Linked DNA regions of Mus musculus: region 2 is linked to region 1. The links are chromatin contacts, called in public promoter capture Hi-C maps. All regions are on one chromosome and are shown on one strand. The core of a region is the stretch at or near the end of the contact, and the rest is flanking DNA. Distances in the headings are between cores, read along the strand shown. Region 1 holds the start of Fto (fat mass and obesity associated). Region 2 holds the start of Cnot1 (CCR4-NOT transcription complex, subunit 1).

Evidence for each region. Promoter capture Hi-C pulls out the DNA fragments that hold promoters and counts their contacts.
Region 2: a contact with region 1 is called in a promoter capture Hi-C map of pre-B cells, with 3 times the contacts expected there. The contact joins the promoter of Cnot1 here to the promoter of Fto in region 1. A contact is called at or near these places in 1 of 39 promoter capture datasets (pre-B cells) and 1 of 484 Hi-C or Micro-C datasets (CD4 T cells).

Annotation. Positions count from the first base shown.
Region 1 is chr8:91,309,868-91,316,932 of GRCm38.p6, reverse strand. It overlaps Fto (fat mass and obesity associated), which reads right to left and starts at 3,408. Exons shown (of 9, transcript NM_011936.2): 1 at 3,313-3,408. The coding sequence starts at 3,357. It overlaps Rpgrip1l (Rpgrip1-like), which reads left to right and starts at 3,711. Exons shown (of 26, transcript NM_173431.2): 1 at 3,711-3,730; 2 at 6,504-6,595. The coding sequence starts at 6,511.
Region 2 is chr8:95,802,848-95,809,912 of GRCm38.p6, reverse strand. Cnot1 (CCR4-NOT transcription complex, subunit 1) reads left to right here and starts at 2,468. Exons shown (of 49, transcript NM_001372353.1): 1 at 2,468-2,580. It overlaps 4930513N10Rik (RIKEN cDNA 4930513N10 gene), which reads right to left and starts at 3,083. Exons shown (of 4, transcript NR_015574.3): 1 at 733-3,083.

The DNA.
Region 1 (7,065 bases), core at 2,159-4,658:
GGCTTGGGAGATGGCTTGGTGCTGAAGATATTCTCAGAGGCCAGGTAAGTGCTAGGTAGGAGTGCTAGGGTTCTGCCTCTAGTCTCAGGACTAATAAAGCATGGCCAGGGACGACTCCCCACATCTACCTCAGTCCTCTACACAATGAGCATGCATAAGCATGCATCACTACCATTTATGTCCATACATGCATGCAAACACACCCATACACACCACACACACATACACACAAGAAAAAAAAAGAATACCCACATGTTCGTGAAGTATACGATAATATATAATATCATTGGTCATCAGGGAAATACAAATGAAGACCACAATGAACTACTCCCTCCTGGTCACCATGAAGGCTACAATGAAAAGACAAACAGTAGCAAGCTATGACAAGGACTTGAAGAAATCCTAACCCTCAAAGTCTCTATGAGCAATGTGGGGGAGCGCAGCTTGTGTGGCAAAGAGTGGCAGTTTCTCAAAATATTGAGCATAGTCTTATAATGTGACGAGCAGCTCTACTACCAGACCTCTACCCTGTCCATACAGAAACTAGGCTGCAACTGTTTAGGGTATCATTTTTTATGACAGCCAAAAAAAAAAAAAAAGTCAAATTGCTCACATAGCATTACATTTCCTTGACACAACTACAGTTACCTGGGGATCTAAATTAAGGAACTGCCTCCAGCAGATTGGCCAGTGGGTATGTGGATAATTAATCCATGATTGATATGGGAGGACCCAGCCCACTGTGGGTGGTGCCACCCTGGGCACATGGTCCTGGACACTATCAAAAAGGGCAAGCCAGTAAGCAATGTTCTTCCAGGGTTTCTGCTACAGTTCCTCCCAAGAGTTCTTGCCTTGGCTTTCCTCAATGATGAATTATCACAAGACAGTGAAGATAACATAAACACTTTCCTCCCCTGCTGGCTTTTAGTTGTGGTGTTCTATCACAGCAACAGAAAAGAATAGTAAGTAAATAAACAAACAAATATAAAAAAAAGTGGTGTGTCCAGAAATAGGAATGTCATCTACTGGGTAATGGGAAGCATGGATAAGTGTTATAAGATCTACGAACCTCGGCATGGATGAACACGTATGGTGAGTGAAAGCAGCCAAACAGAAAGGTCACATATACATGATTCTATTTATATGGTAATGTTCTGGGGCTAGAGATGGCCCAGTTAATGACGTGCTTGCCACAATCGAGAGGACCTGAGTGTGGATCGCCAGCCCCATGTAAAAAGCCAAGTGCAGTGCAGGCCTGAAATGCCAGCTCAGCAAAGGTGAAGATAGGAAGATCTCCAGGGCTTGCTGAGAAGCAAGCCTAGCTCAGTGAGTGAGCAGCTCGGTGAGTGAGCTCTGAGTTCCAGGAGAGCTCCTGTCCCAAAATAAGGTGAAAAGCAACTGAAAAAGAAACTCAGTGTGGAGCTTTCATCTTGACAGACACACACCAGCACATGCACCTGCATACATGCATACAGACGTACACAGATGACAGACACACACACACATACAATATCCATCAAAGGTGGCCCTAGCAAGCAAACAAACAAACAAACAAACAAACAAATTGCCTAGACACAGAGGTGAAATACTTTGGGAAATGGCAAATGGACGCATTACGCAGTGTAAATAAAGATACAGGATTTTTCCATGGCTGTTTTCCTTGTTAGCCTCCAACCTGTAAGAATCCAAATGCCCAGCCACAGGTGAGTGAATGAATAAGTGGAATCACACAAAGTGCACTACCACTCAGCCACAGAAACGGAACAATTGATAACATGTGCGTTAACACGTATAGGTCTCAAAAATTACTGTGATCAGTAAAAACGGCATCCGGGTATATGCTGTCTGCTTCGGCTTAGATGAAAAACTCTAGAAAGCATAGATTCAACAATCATGACTGATCGCATGACTGCCTGGGGGTAAAATAAAGAAATCGGCTGTAAAGAAATAACTTTTTAAAAGAGCCATGCCCTCTATGCAACTGGAACATTTTGCATATACGTACAGTCAAAACTTATCAAATTGTTCACAACAAATGACTGCAAGATTCTCTCTATACACTGGGCCTTAACTTAGCTGAACAGAAAGTCAAGCAATCACTTACGATTACTGAGACATTGTCTAGGACTTAACACAACTACCTGTGCTTCGCATCAGCCAGTACTTCAATGTCTTTCACAAAGAGACTAGAAATGGAGCTAGGAGATTAGAGAGGGGCAGCTCCTGATCCCTAATGCCACCTAGGAAACAAAAGGCCCTGAGCAAAGGCCAACTTCTGCCAGACTCCGTGTCCATGTCTGTAAAATACATAACTCAGGCCATTACACCCAAGACCCAAAACCCTTAGATTCCTAACTGACTTAGGAATCTTACAAGACAAAATTCTACGACAGCAAGTACTGTACCTGTTTTATTTCCTACTGATCCTCGCTGCCAGTATTTACCTACCATAGAATAAGCACCAAACGGCATAGCCAAGGGCCTTTGGCCAAATGAGCTACAGACAAGAGAGACTTTTAAGATGGGCAGAATCTGTTGTGTCCACTGAGGGGGACTGAATGCTGATAAGTTAGAACAAATCAATAGGTCCCAACTTTGGGGATGGGGGAAAAGGAAAATATTGAGCTTCCAGTGCTCATCTTCATAACGGACTGTTTATACTCTACCTATGTAATATCTGTCTTGCCATCTGCTGCAATGATATGAAATAATTATGCATTTAATGTAGGTGTCTGATACAAAAAAAAAAAAATGCTGCAAATAAGTCGCCGTTGCTGTTACTGTCATCCCAAGGAGTGTCCACTGTCAGAAAGCTGAACAGCAAGGACGGAGTCCAGGAATGTACTACCCACAGAAGCTATGTAAAGCGTATCTGATGTGCTGACCACGCAGACAAGTCATCTGGCCATTGAGGCAATGCTCCAAATAAAAACATGTCACCATACTAAATCTGTGGCTCAGCTGCGCTCGAGCTGAAAACACACAGGTGGTAAACTGGTAAACTGAGGCTCGAGAGTGGCTACAAATATAACCAAGGAATAGGGACAGAAGCAGGACAGGGACATAGATGTCTATCTTTTCATTTCTGACCAAGACTAACTGTATCCAGATCTGCATCCAGAGCAATATGAATTCACAGCACAGACGTGCGCGCGCACACTCACACCACGTCTGCAGGTCTCTTGCAAACAAGGCCCTGACACCCCTTGGCTTAACGCCGAGCATCCACTCAGCCATCCCAGCGGGTCTGCGGGTCCCCTGCCTCTAGCCCGGGACTAACACAGAATCCCAGACGCCCGGAGCCCCACATACCTTAGCTTCCCGCTCTCGTTCCTCCGCGGTCTGGACGCGCTTCATGCTGCTACTAAAGCCGCCTTCGCCACCGTGGGCCGTGTTCCCCCTCGCCCTGGACCCCGCCTCCTGTGTGTAGTTCTCTCAACGGCTCTCTCCCGCCTGGAGCCATTTGCTCTAATACCTAGAAGAACTACCCTTCCCAGAATGCTGCGCGAGACTCCCGAGTACTCCTTGGGCTCCGGAGCTGAATTTCTCCAGTCAGCTAGCAGGGCTAGCGTAGTCCGCTACGCGACCCGCCGACGGCCCGCACCCTACGGAGAACTACATTTCCCAGTGGGTAACGGGACTCACTGTTTTCCCGTGCTCCTCTGGGCCTGCAGAGGCTCGCGCCCTGGGCGCTATAGCAACCGGTAGCTAGCTGAGGGCGAACGCGGAGGTGAGTACTCTGTGAGGTGGGGGCTAATGCAGGTTGGCTGGCTCTTCCGCGGCCTCACAACTGAGCCTGGAGTCTGTTCGAAGCCCAGGATAGACCTGGGATTCTTGCGTGGAAAGCAGTCCATCCCGACACACCTCCACATCCGCAGGCCTGCATCTGACTCGCCCTGACCGCCCGCCCAGCCAGAAACGCAGCTGATAAGAATTGGCAACCCTAAGTCCTACAACTCAAAGGTCCCAGTCACATTTCACTCTGTTTCCCAGAAACTGGGCTTGGATGGTAGAACCTAAGCCTCCCAAGAGGCTTGTTACTGTTGTTGTTGTTGGCTTGTTACTGTTGTTGTTGTTGCTGCTGCTGCTGATTGTCGATTAGTTTTTAAAAGGGGGTCTCCCTATGCATCCTAGGCTGGCCTTAAACTAGCCTTTTTAGCCCATGCTCGTCTCAAATTCAATCAATAATAGGTCTTGCCTCAAGTTCCCACCACCACAATCAGTTTCTAGTGGCCTATCTTTTATTCTTTATTACTGTTTCTCATCTGACTACTCCCATAGTCTGTTAAAGCCATTACAGGGCAGAGACTTTGTTTAAACTCAGTGCCTGGCATTCATTCATTCATTCATTCATTCAATAAATGATAGCGTTAATGTCTACTATGTGACATCAGATAGCAGAAGAGGAACTATTTGGGGGAGGAAGGAGACCAGTGAGAGGAAGCTAGAGAGATGGGGGGGGGAGTGGTAGGGGACAGATATAAGCAAGAAACTATGATATAGGTGTGAAAATATACTAGGTTAAAAATGCATGACATGACAATGAATTACGATACAACTCTGGGATAATGACAAAGGCTGTTGCTGTAAGCAATAAGCCACAGCAGGGTGGTGGCACACTCAGGACAAATTCAGAGTCTACTCAGGGCATGGTGACACCCGACTTTAATCGTAACACTCTGGAAGTAGAGGCAGGGAGATCTTTGAATTCCAGCCAAGTTTATATAGTGAGATGACCCCCCCCCCCATTTTTTAAAGAAAAAAAAAACACAAGGAAAAAATAGAGAATTTGAGGCCAGTATGTTTAGTGTTCTTGGTGAATTTCATGTCAGCCTAGACAGCCTGGGCTTCCCTTGAAAAAGAAAAGTTAGAAACCAGGAAGAAAATTAACACAGAACAGTAAGGGAAACTCTAAGGAAAGGTCAGTTGGACTGAGCTCTGAAGTATGAGGAGACAGAAGAGCCTTAGGAGCAAGATAAAAGCATGCCATATGTGAGGAAAGCAGGGAAGGTTGTAAGTGGATCATAGCAAAGAGGGAGAATTCACTGTGCCATCTACCTACATCAGACCAGTAACAATTTTCTTCTCGGTCATGATAACCAGAAATATCACCAAACAACTAACTCCTGCATTAATGACCTTGAGCAATTGAGCTAGCTTGTCTTAGCTTCTGTTTGTATCTAATGACCTTGAGCAATTGAGCTAGCTTGTCTTAGCTTCTGTTTGTATCTCAGGAACCATTTGAGTAGCCATTGCTTACGCACACTGTAAGCACAGTGAACAATATGTGTTAGCATCAACTTCTGCAGACATTCTTTCAGATATTTGCCCCTAGCAGTGGTTCTCAGCCCATCATGAGTTCCAATCAAAGTTCCAGGCCCTCTCTCTAAGAGAGACTCTTCATGCACATATACGTAGCCACGTCTTCAAATTTCAGACACTGAAATCCAATTCAATCCCTTTATCCATTCAAGTGACTGTTTAATAAATGCTGCTCGCTGAGTGTGCCACCCTCTGTGCCAGCTTCTCAGACAGGTGAACAAGATGGACAAGCATTCTAACGTCTTGGTCTTCACATTCTTCAACCAACATTCTAGAACTGGAAAGTCTCTTCCTTACCAGGGTACTAACAGTTCACATCTAGACCTTTCTAGGAAGGTCAAAGTGGAAATCGAGAGTGTACGTTTTTCCTTATTTATTTGCTTACTATACACTGTATATTCATGTCCACATACAACACTAAGTTACTATGGTATGTCTCTATAGAGAAAAGAAACTGAAAGTTCTAGAACAAGCCATGAAGTAACAAAGGAGGGAGACAAAGTAAAATCACACTGTGAACAAATGGTGCCTCCTCCTTCACAAAGCCTGAAAGGGGCAGCCTGGGTGGGCACAGCATGTAGTCAGTGGGCATTTCGAGACACTTGACATCCCCAGCACATTTGCTAAAGGCCTTTACGTGCTTTTAGGATAACTATGAGATGGGTATAATTTGCTCTGTTTTTAAAATTAGGTAAATTTAATGACTTGGCCAACTATGAGAAGGTAGAACTAACTGTTTGACTCGAGTACATGGCCTGAGTTGTGGTTTGTTTTGGGTTTTTGGGGGGGTATTTTTGGTTTTGTTGTCGTTTTGTTTGGTTTTGTTTTTTTTTCCCCCGAGAATTCATGCTCTCTTTAAGGAAAAGTGTAGGGATCGAAGTATTTCTGAACTGCGGAAGGGTTTGGTTTTGCTTCAGAGAGATGAATAAGGAAAGGAAGGATGATAATCTTACTCATTTCCTAAGAAGACTGTAGTAAATCCTCTGCTCAGAAGACAGTCCTCGTGATTGGGTGCAGTGCTCCTTCTGGACTGGGAGCTTTCATCTTGCTCAGGCAACACATGTGGGCAATAACATGTCCATTAAAGTTCTAGTTTCCTAGCCCCTTTATTTGGCTCATTCCATTGCATAGCTAATGCAATAACTTAGGAAGAGTTTGTTTAAATTTTCTTTTCTCCACAGATAGACCATGTCTGGCCCAAGTGACGAGACAGCAGGAGACCTGCCGGTGAAAGATACAGGTCTAAACCTCTTTGGAGTTGGAGGGTTACAAGGTATGGCCACCTGTTATTTATTACAGTTATGAACTTTGATCAGTAATTTCTTTACTTTTAATTTAAAGTATTTCTGATAGTCATACAAAGCCAGCCATTTGAGTAACTATATAGCTCTTGATTGGACTAAACAAGAGAGAGAGTTTAAAACACATATGGTATTTTACTGCGAGCATCAATTATCAACAGCTCATAGCAAATGCAAGATCCCCCTCTGTTCTGATAAAGAGTTGTTATAAATCATCTTTTTAAAATTCCACACATCAGTAGAAACTGCATAGAGTATCAGGCCCCCAAACTGAATTGCCTGGTTTAAATCACATTCACCATTAAAACACTTCTTTATGTTCACATTTTATTTGGGAGGAAATACCATATTTTAAATATTTTGCCTTTCAAGTAGAGTATCTCAAAATGGCGTGTTTATGCAAGTGATAGTGAGTTTTCAACCACATTAATATACATTAAAG
Region 2 (7,065 bases), core at 1,219-3,718, 4.5 Mb before region 1:
TTTTCTTTCTTTTTTTTTTTTTTTGAGACCAATTTGATCTGCCTGCGTACTCACGGATGAGGGGGCATTCACTGGAGCACAGTGAACTTATAAAACTCTCTATATACGCCAGGAGCCATCAACTGTCAGCAGTTAAGAGCACTGACTGCTTTTCTAGGGGTCCTGAGTTCAAGTCCCAGCAACCACATGTTAGCTTACAACCATCTGTAATGGGATTGGGTGCACCTTTTCTGGTGTGTCTGAAGACAGCTACACTTCCATATACATAAAATAAATAAACCTTTTAAATTTTTAAGAAATTTTTTTTTTTTTTTTTTACTTTTAACACCAAGTTCTTCTGTTGTATTTTACTTTAGCCCCGGGATATTTTGTGAAAGTCGGACAGGGAGGGTGGGAAGAAGGCTGAGAATCAGCCAGGTGAGCTCGTCTGCTCGTTAGGACATCCTGTTCTTAAGGATGTTTGAAAGCAAACATTCGTAATTGCTGAGTTAGAAGGTGACCCTTCTAGATCCTTTATGAAGGTCTTCTCAGCCATTTTAGGAAAGACAAGAACCACCCAGCCTAGATACACAGTCAAAGGACTTTGACCTTTAGGGCATTGTGAAAATCCTGGCTCAGTTTTTATGGCTGTCAGATTTTAGTAGTGATGTATAACCTCCGAGGAGAGATGGGCAGTGAGCTTAAGAATCTCCTCTAGGAGGCCCCGTTTATATCAGCTTTATTTCAGCTTACCTTCAGTTTGGGGGCAATTGAAGCTTGAACTAAACTGGTTGTAGAATTACAGAATTGATCTTGGGTAGTTGACTTGTATGTCCCCCTCCCCCTTCTCCAGAACAGTCTCAGTTCATCTTTGTCTCTCTTCTTCTTTAACAACAAAAGAAAACAAAACCCACAAAACGAAACAACCCCCATATTGCTAAATTGCACAAATAAAACATTGATAAAAAAAGTTCAAGATGGGGGCTGGAGAGGAGCTGTTTTTGCAGAGGTGCAGGGGTGGGTTTCCAGCACTCATAGAGCAGCTTACAACTTTACTGCTGAGACTCTCATCTCAGTCCCGGGGCATCCAATGCCTTCCTGGGTACCAGGTCCACACTCTCTAGGTGAACATATATATAGGCAAGCACTCAGACACTTTTTTTTTTTCATCTAGGGGTTGGAAAGATGGCACAGAGATTACAAGAGCTGGCTGCTTTTCCAGAGGACCCACCCAGTGGCTCACAACCGTTCACTTCCAGAGGGACGGGCATCCTCTTCTGACCTCTGAGGACATTGTACATGCATGGTGCATAGATTTACATGCAAGCAAACGCCTGTACACGTAAAATAAGTAATAAAAGTCTTTAACACATCTCTTTAAAGTTCAAATAGTACTGGTATGAGAGGTTACGTCTATTATCATCTCAGTATTTTGGAAGATTGCAAGGAGCTCAAGGTCAATTTATGCTTCTTAGTATGTTTCAGGCCAGCCTGGACTACAGTTGGGTTAACTGAAAGAGACCTTGTTTCAAAACTCAAACAAAAAGTCTAAAAGATAGGAGGACACAGTGGATAACGTAGCCTTTTATCCAAGAAGCAAAAGGCATTGGCATCCTTGAGAATAGCCAAGAGCAGGAGGAGAACTTCTGTTTCTATATCTCTGCAAAGCGTCCCTGCTTCAAAAGACAAATGGAAAACAAACTTTAAAAGAGCCAGGATTAGGTGGGCATCTGGGAGACTACATTCTCCAGCATGCATTGCTGCTCTAGGGCGCAGACAGTGATGGAAGAGACCACGTTACTTTTGCGACAGGAATAGGCGGGGCGTGCGACTACATAACCCAGGATGCAAAGGACCTCAACTTTGCCCCGCGTCTGACGCCTTCTGATGACTGGTGCTCCTTGCTAAAGAGATCCGAGGGGTGGACAATGCTTCCGCTGGGAACCCGCACAGCCTCTCGGACCGTGACATTTCGAAAGACGAAGGAAAGTAGACGAGCATCACCCTGTCTCTAAGTTAGAGTAGTTTGTGCGCAGGGTGGCAATGCATTAACGAGCTCCCTTCCGTATTTTTTTGTTTCCCGGAGGCAATGACCAGCCAGTCCCCATAGGTCGAACACCTCGAAGGCTTATGTCTTCGAGTCCCAAATCGAAGTTCCCAACGTCTAACCATTGGCTTACACCCGGGTGCGCAGGCGCCCAGACTCGGACCCAGTCCCAGGGCTGATGAGCGGCAATTGGCCTGAGCCCCGCAAACTAGGAGTCTGGATTGGTGGTTGCTAGCAGGAGCCTGGTTTCTTCCTCGACTTCTGCGAGTGATTAGTGTGTGATTGGTTTAAATCCGCGGGTACCCATCGGCGATTGGACCGCCGTTGCGGTCAGCGCGCGGCCATTGGCTGGGCGCTAGGGCCATCCCTCCGCCAAAGCGGGCAGCGAATGGTGAAATGGGAACTGGGAGGGGAAAGGCCGCGACGTGAGCGCGCGACCTCGGGCGCCATTTTGTCGAGAAAACAAGCGGAGTTAACCGAAGAGGGGGGTCGAGGAGAGCCGGAGTCGAGGACCCAGGAGTTTCCTGTGTCCAGCGCTGCGGGAGCCGACTGAGGTGAGGCGGGCTGGGGCTGCGGTTGGAGGTGGCGGAGGCTGGGAGTGTCAAGCTCGGGACGCGGGTCCGGGTGGGAGCGGTACCGGGGGTGGGGTGGACTGGGGACCCTGGAAGCCTTTTCCCGGGGCGTCGGGACTCGGGCAGGCGAGCCGGAGACGTGGAGCCAAGGCGGGAGGGGACGGACTCGGCCCGCTCGCGGCGGCTTTGCTCTCTTGGAGAAGGGAGACCGGGGGCTCACGTTCCTGGATTCGGAGCGCCCGGGCGCGGGTGAGCAGCTCCGGAGCGGCTCGGCCTGGAGGCCTTGCCTGGAGGCTTCGAGGATGGCGGCGGCGGAGGTGGCAGTTCGGATCCCAGGGCCTCGGCTCGCCGCGCGCGCAGGGCTGCAGCCTCCTCGGAGCGCACGAGCTCCTCAACTGTCCCTTTCCTCCCGGGCTCCCGGATGGGGGGCTATGGGCGCGGGCGCCCGCGGCCTACCTAGGTTCCTCGCTGGGCGGGCGGGCCAGGGGGCGGGTTTGGAGTTGCTGCCGATTCGTAGCGCTTTCCGGGGACTCCCTCCCCTCCTGCGCCCCCCAGCACGTTGTCAAGCCCCTCGCTTTTGGCTGCTTGGCGGTGGGAGGGGCGGGCGGGCGGGAGTGAGCACTTCCGTGTTACCCTTCTCGCTACAGGTTTTTTGTTCCACTCGCGCGCCCCGGCGCTCGCACTTTCTAACAAGTCGATAGCCCCCCAACTTAAGTCACCTAGGTCCCTGTGCGGTTGGTAGTGTTGGTTCTGCCTGTCCCAACGCCCCCAACCCTCCAACCGGCAACTACCGGCAGATGCCCACCAGTGAGCAGAATGCTTGTGGGTCTTGATTTGGTGCAGATCTTGGAGAGATCTTAGGTTAAGCCTAAGGCTAATAAGCAAACACATTTGGCCATGCCACCAGGTCCGGGAGGGAGCTCACCCACCTGTGCTCACAGACATTACTTGCAGGAGGAGTGCTTTGTAGGTTTTGAAAAGAAGTGCTTTTCAAAGTGTTGTATGGAAAATTAAGCTTCATGAGAGGTAAACGTTCCCCAGAAGTCACCTCGACAAATATTACAGTCCCACCTTCCGTGGACATTTAATCCAGGCAGGCCTTGTATCAGTGAGCTCTAGCCCCAGATGTCGAGTTTCTTTGGGGCCTATATACTTCTTTTTCCTCTCTATTCAAAACCGAGTAACAGTACTTGAGTTTTCCGGTTTTGTTGCAGTTCGGTCCCTTGTGATTACAATGGAGAGGGGGGGGAACCCAACAACAATCAGCCAATAATTGAGTGGGTGTACTGCTTATTAGAGAAAATACCAGCATTTCCCTCCTGACCTCTCTTTGGAAAAGTAGTATACATGTGTGAAAATGGTGGAGGTAGAAATGGGACCTGTTTTCAGTGCTGTGTGAGGACATTACAGATGGTTGTCCCATGGCAGGAAGACCTGATGATAGCAAGCAGGGCCTTGGCCTGAATGGCAGGCAGGATGTTAGTAAAGGTTCTTTTTGCAGGCAGAGGGTCTGACTTGGGAATTTGGTTCTTTTTCACCTGGTCCTGGCTGTTTGTTTAGTGGAAGCAAGTCTAGAATCGAGGCACACACATACACACACACAAATCTGACCTTTAGCCGGGTGTGGTGACACTGGCTGCTTGTAATCCCAGCAGTACAGAATGGGGCATGAAGCTCATTGTGATTTCTTTACAGCCTGGGCTACATGTGAAAGCCTTGTCTCAGCAACAAAAACAGTGGGAAAAAACAAAGGCTGAGTGGGGAGGATCCTAGTCACTAATACCTGAAAGTATTTTTTTAAACCCAAGATTAAAATTTGTTGAATAACACACACACACACACACACACACACACACACACACGAGTGAGTGAGTTTAGCATTCTTGTGCCATAGCTCATGCGAGGAGAGGTCTAAGAATATGAGGAGTCAGTATTTTGACGCTTAGTGAAATGTAAAGGATGGATCTCAGGTCCTCATGCTTGTGTGACAAATGCTCTTACCTTTTGAGCCATCTTGAGGCCCTTAACAATTATAGTCTTAGAAGTTGGCTTTATATTCTTGGTGACTTTATTTTATTATTTGTGTGTGTGTTGTTCATATGTATGAGTACCGTGTGTTGAAGAGTTCAGCAGAGGGAGTTGGGTTCTGTGGAAGTGGGATTATGGTTGGGTTGGCTTGTAGTTAGGGTAGCCTCAAGTTCAGAGTCCTGTCTCAGATCACTAAGTGACAGTAGGGCAGTGTTAGATTGTAGATACTTATAGACTCTTCACCACATAACCCTGTTCTGTCTCTTTAAAGCACATTTATCGTGTGTGAGTGGATTTATGTTGGTATGGTGAGTACATCCCACAGTACTCATCAAGGGTAGAGGACAACTTTGAAGAGTGGGTTCTCTCCTACTGTTTTGGTCCCAAGCATAGACCGCAGGCAGTCAGACTCGGTGGCAGGTGCCTCTACCTACTAGTGCACTGCACTTGTCCCCATTTGATGCTTCTTGAATTAACCAAAATAGTATTTGCCCTTTTGAAATGGCGTGTTTGCTGACACACACACACACTCTGTATGTGTTGTTGGGGCTGAACACAAGACCTTAACATTTGAGGCAAATGCTCTCTACCCCTGAGCTGTGTGTTTTGCTCCTTGTTGGCACTCTCCCCACCCCAAGTACTCATTGTGAAGCACAAGCTAATCTTGGACTTGTCCTGCTGCCCCGCTTCCCAAATGTGGCCATCACTTTTTTTTTTTTAAAGATTTTATTTTATTTATGATATGTAAGTACACTGTAGCTGTCTTCAGCTGCACCAGAAGAGGGCATCAGATCTCATTACAGGTAGTTGTGAACCACCATGTGGTTGCTGGGATTTGAACTCAGGACCTTTGGAAGAGCAGTCAGTGCTCTTAACCTCTGAGCCATCTCCAGCCCCAGTGGCCATCACTTCTGTTTTGGGTCTATTTATTACTTACTTGTTTTGATTGATTGATTGATTGATTGATTGATTTATAGGCAGAATTTCTCTGTGTAGACCTTGCTGTCCTGGAACTGGCTCAGTTTGTATACCAGGCAGGCCTTGAACTTAGAGATCCTCCTGCTTCTTCCCCCAAAGCTCTGGGATTAAAGGTTTGCCGCCACCTGGCATGTTTTGGTATATTTTTAATAAAAGATATATGTGTATATAAGTATGCCTTCTTGCCTTAATCACCAAATCCTAAGAAGAAAAAAAGATAAAGAATTAACTTAAACGATGGGGCCTAGTGACTCAGGCCTATAGCTCCAGCACTGAGGCTCAGGCAGGACGATGGGGAGTTCAAGGCCAGCTTCAACTCACAATTAGCCTTGGTTCAGGAGACCCTGTCTCAAAGGAAAAAAGGAATTAGCTGTACACTTCTTAAATGACACTGAGTAAGTTTTCCTGTTTCAAAGTGAAATCCCAGTAAGGTTTTTGTTCTGTGGTTCTGGGCGTGGTATCTGGGATCTAGCATATACCAGGGAATCTTCTGCTGCCAAACAACAGTCCCAGCTCCCAGGGAATATTATGTTAAGGTGTCGTTTATAGGGAGCCCAACAGTGCTTTTCTGGTGGTTCAGTTTTATTACATGTGTGGGTTTGGAAGCCAGAAGACATCTTTGTAGGAGTCAGTTCTTCTCATCTGGTGGGTCCTGAGAAATGAACTCAAGTTATCAGTCTTTTCCCATCCAGGCACCTCAATGTTTTTATCTTGAGGTGGGGTCTCACTATGTATTGCACTAGCAGTAGAAAGTACTGGCCTGGATCTCACAGTGCCCCAGCTCTCAGGTGTTGGGATAAAGGGTGCTAGCCACCAGATTGGGCTGGCTCAAGGTTCTTAAGCATGTTTCAAAGGCCAAAATGACCTTCACTGTGCCTAGTTTTTTATGTTAATATTTATATGTAAGAATATATCAAAACAAATAAAAGTCATTCGTTGAAAAGTACTTTTTTGAGAAGGTAGTAATTAATCTGAGATCTTGTGTTAGGGTTTCTGCAAGCAGCCTCTGGAAGGGTAGGACAGTGTAGGTTTAAGAAAATAATTTCCAGCCGGGCGTGGTGGCGCACGCCTTTAATCCCAGCATTTAGGAGGCAGGGGCAGGCGGATTTCTGAGTTCAAGGCCAGCCTGGTCTACAAAGTGAGTTCCAGGACAGCCAGGGCTACACAGAGAAACCCTGTCTCGAAAAACCAAAACCAAAAAAAAAAAAAAAAAGTTAATTTCCAGGACTTGGAGATGGTTCACTGGGGAAAGTTGGGAGCAAAGTTGTCCATTGATCTTCACATATTTGCTGTGGCATGGGTTATACACACATAAAACAATTAAATTTCAAGCTAAGTCAGGAGAGCTCATAGTAACATCCTATCTTGGAAAACCAGATTTCCATAGTAAGATGAGGATCTTCTTCTTATAGGATCTCCATATTAAGATCCTATCTTCAAAAATCAAAAACAAAACATTTC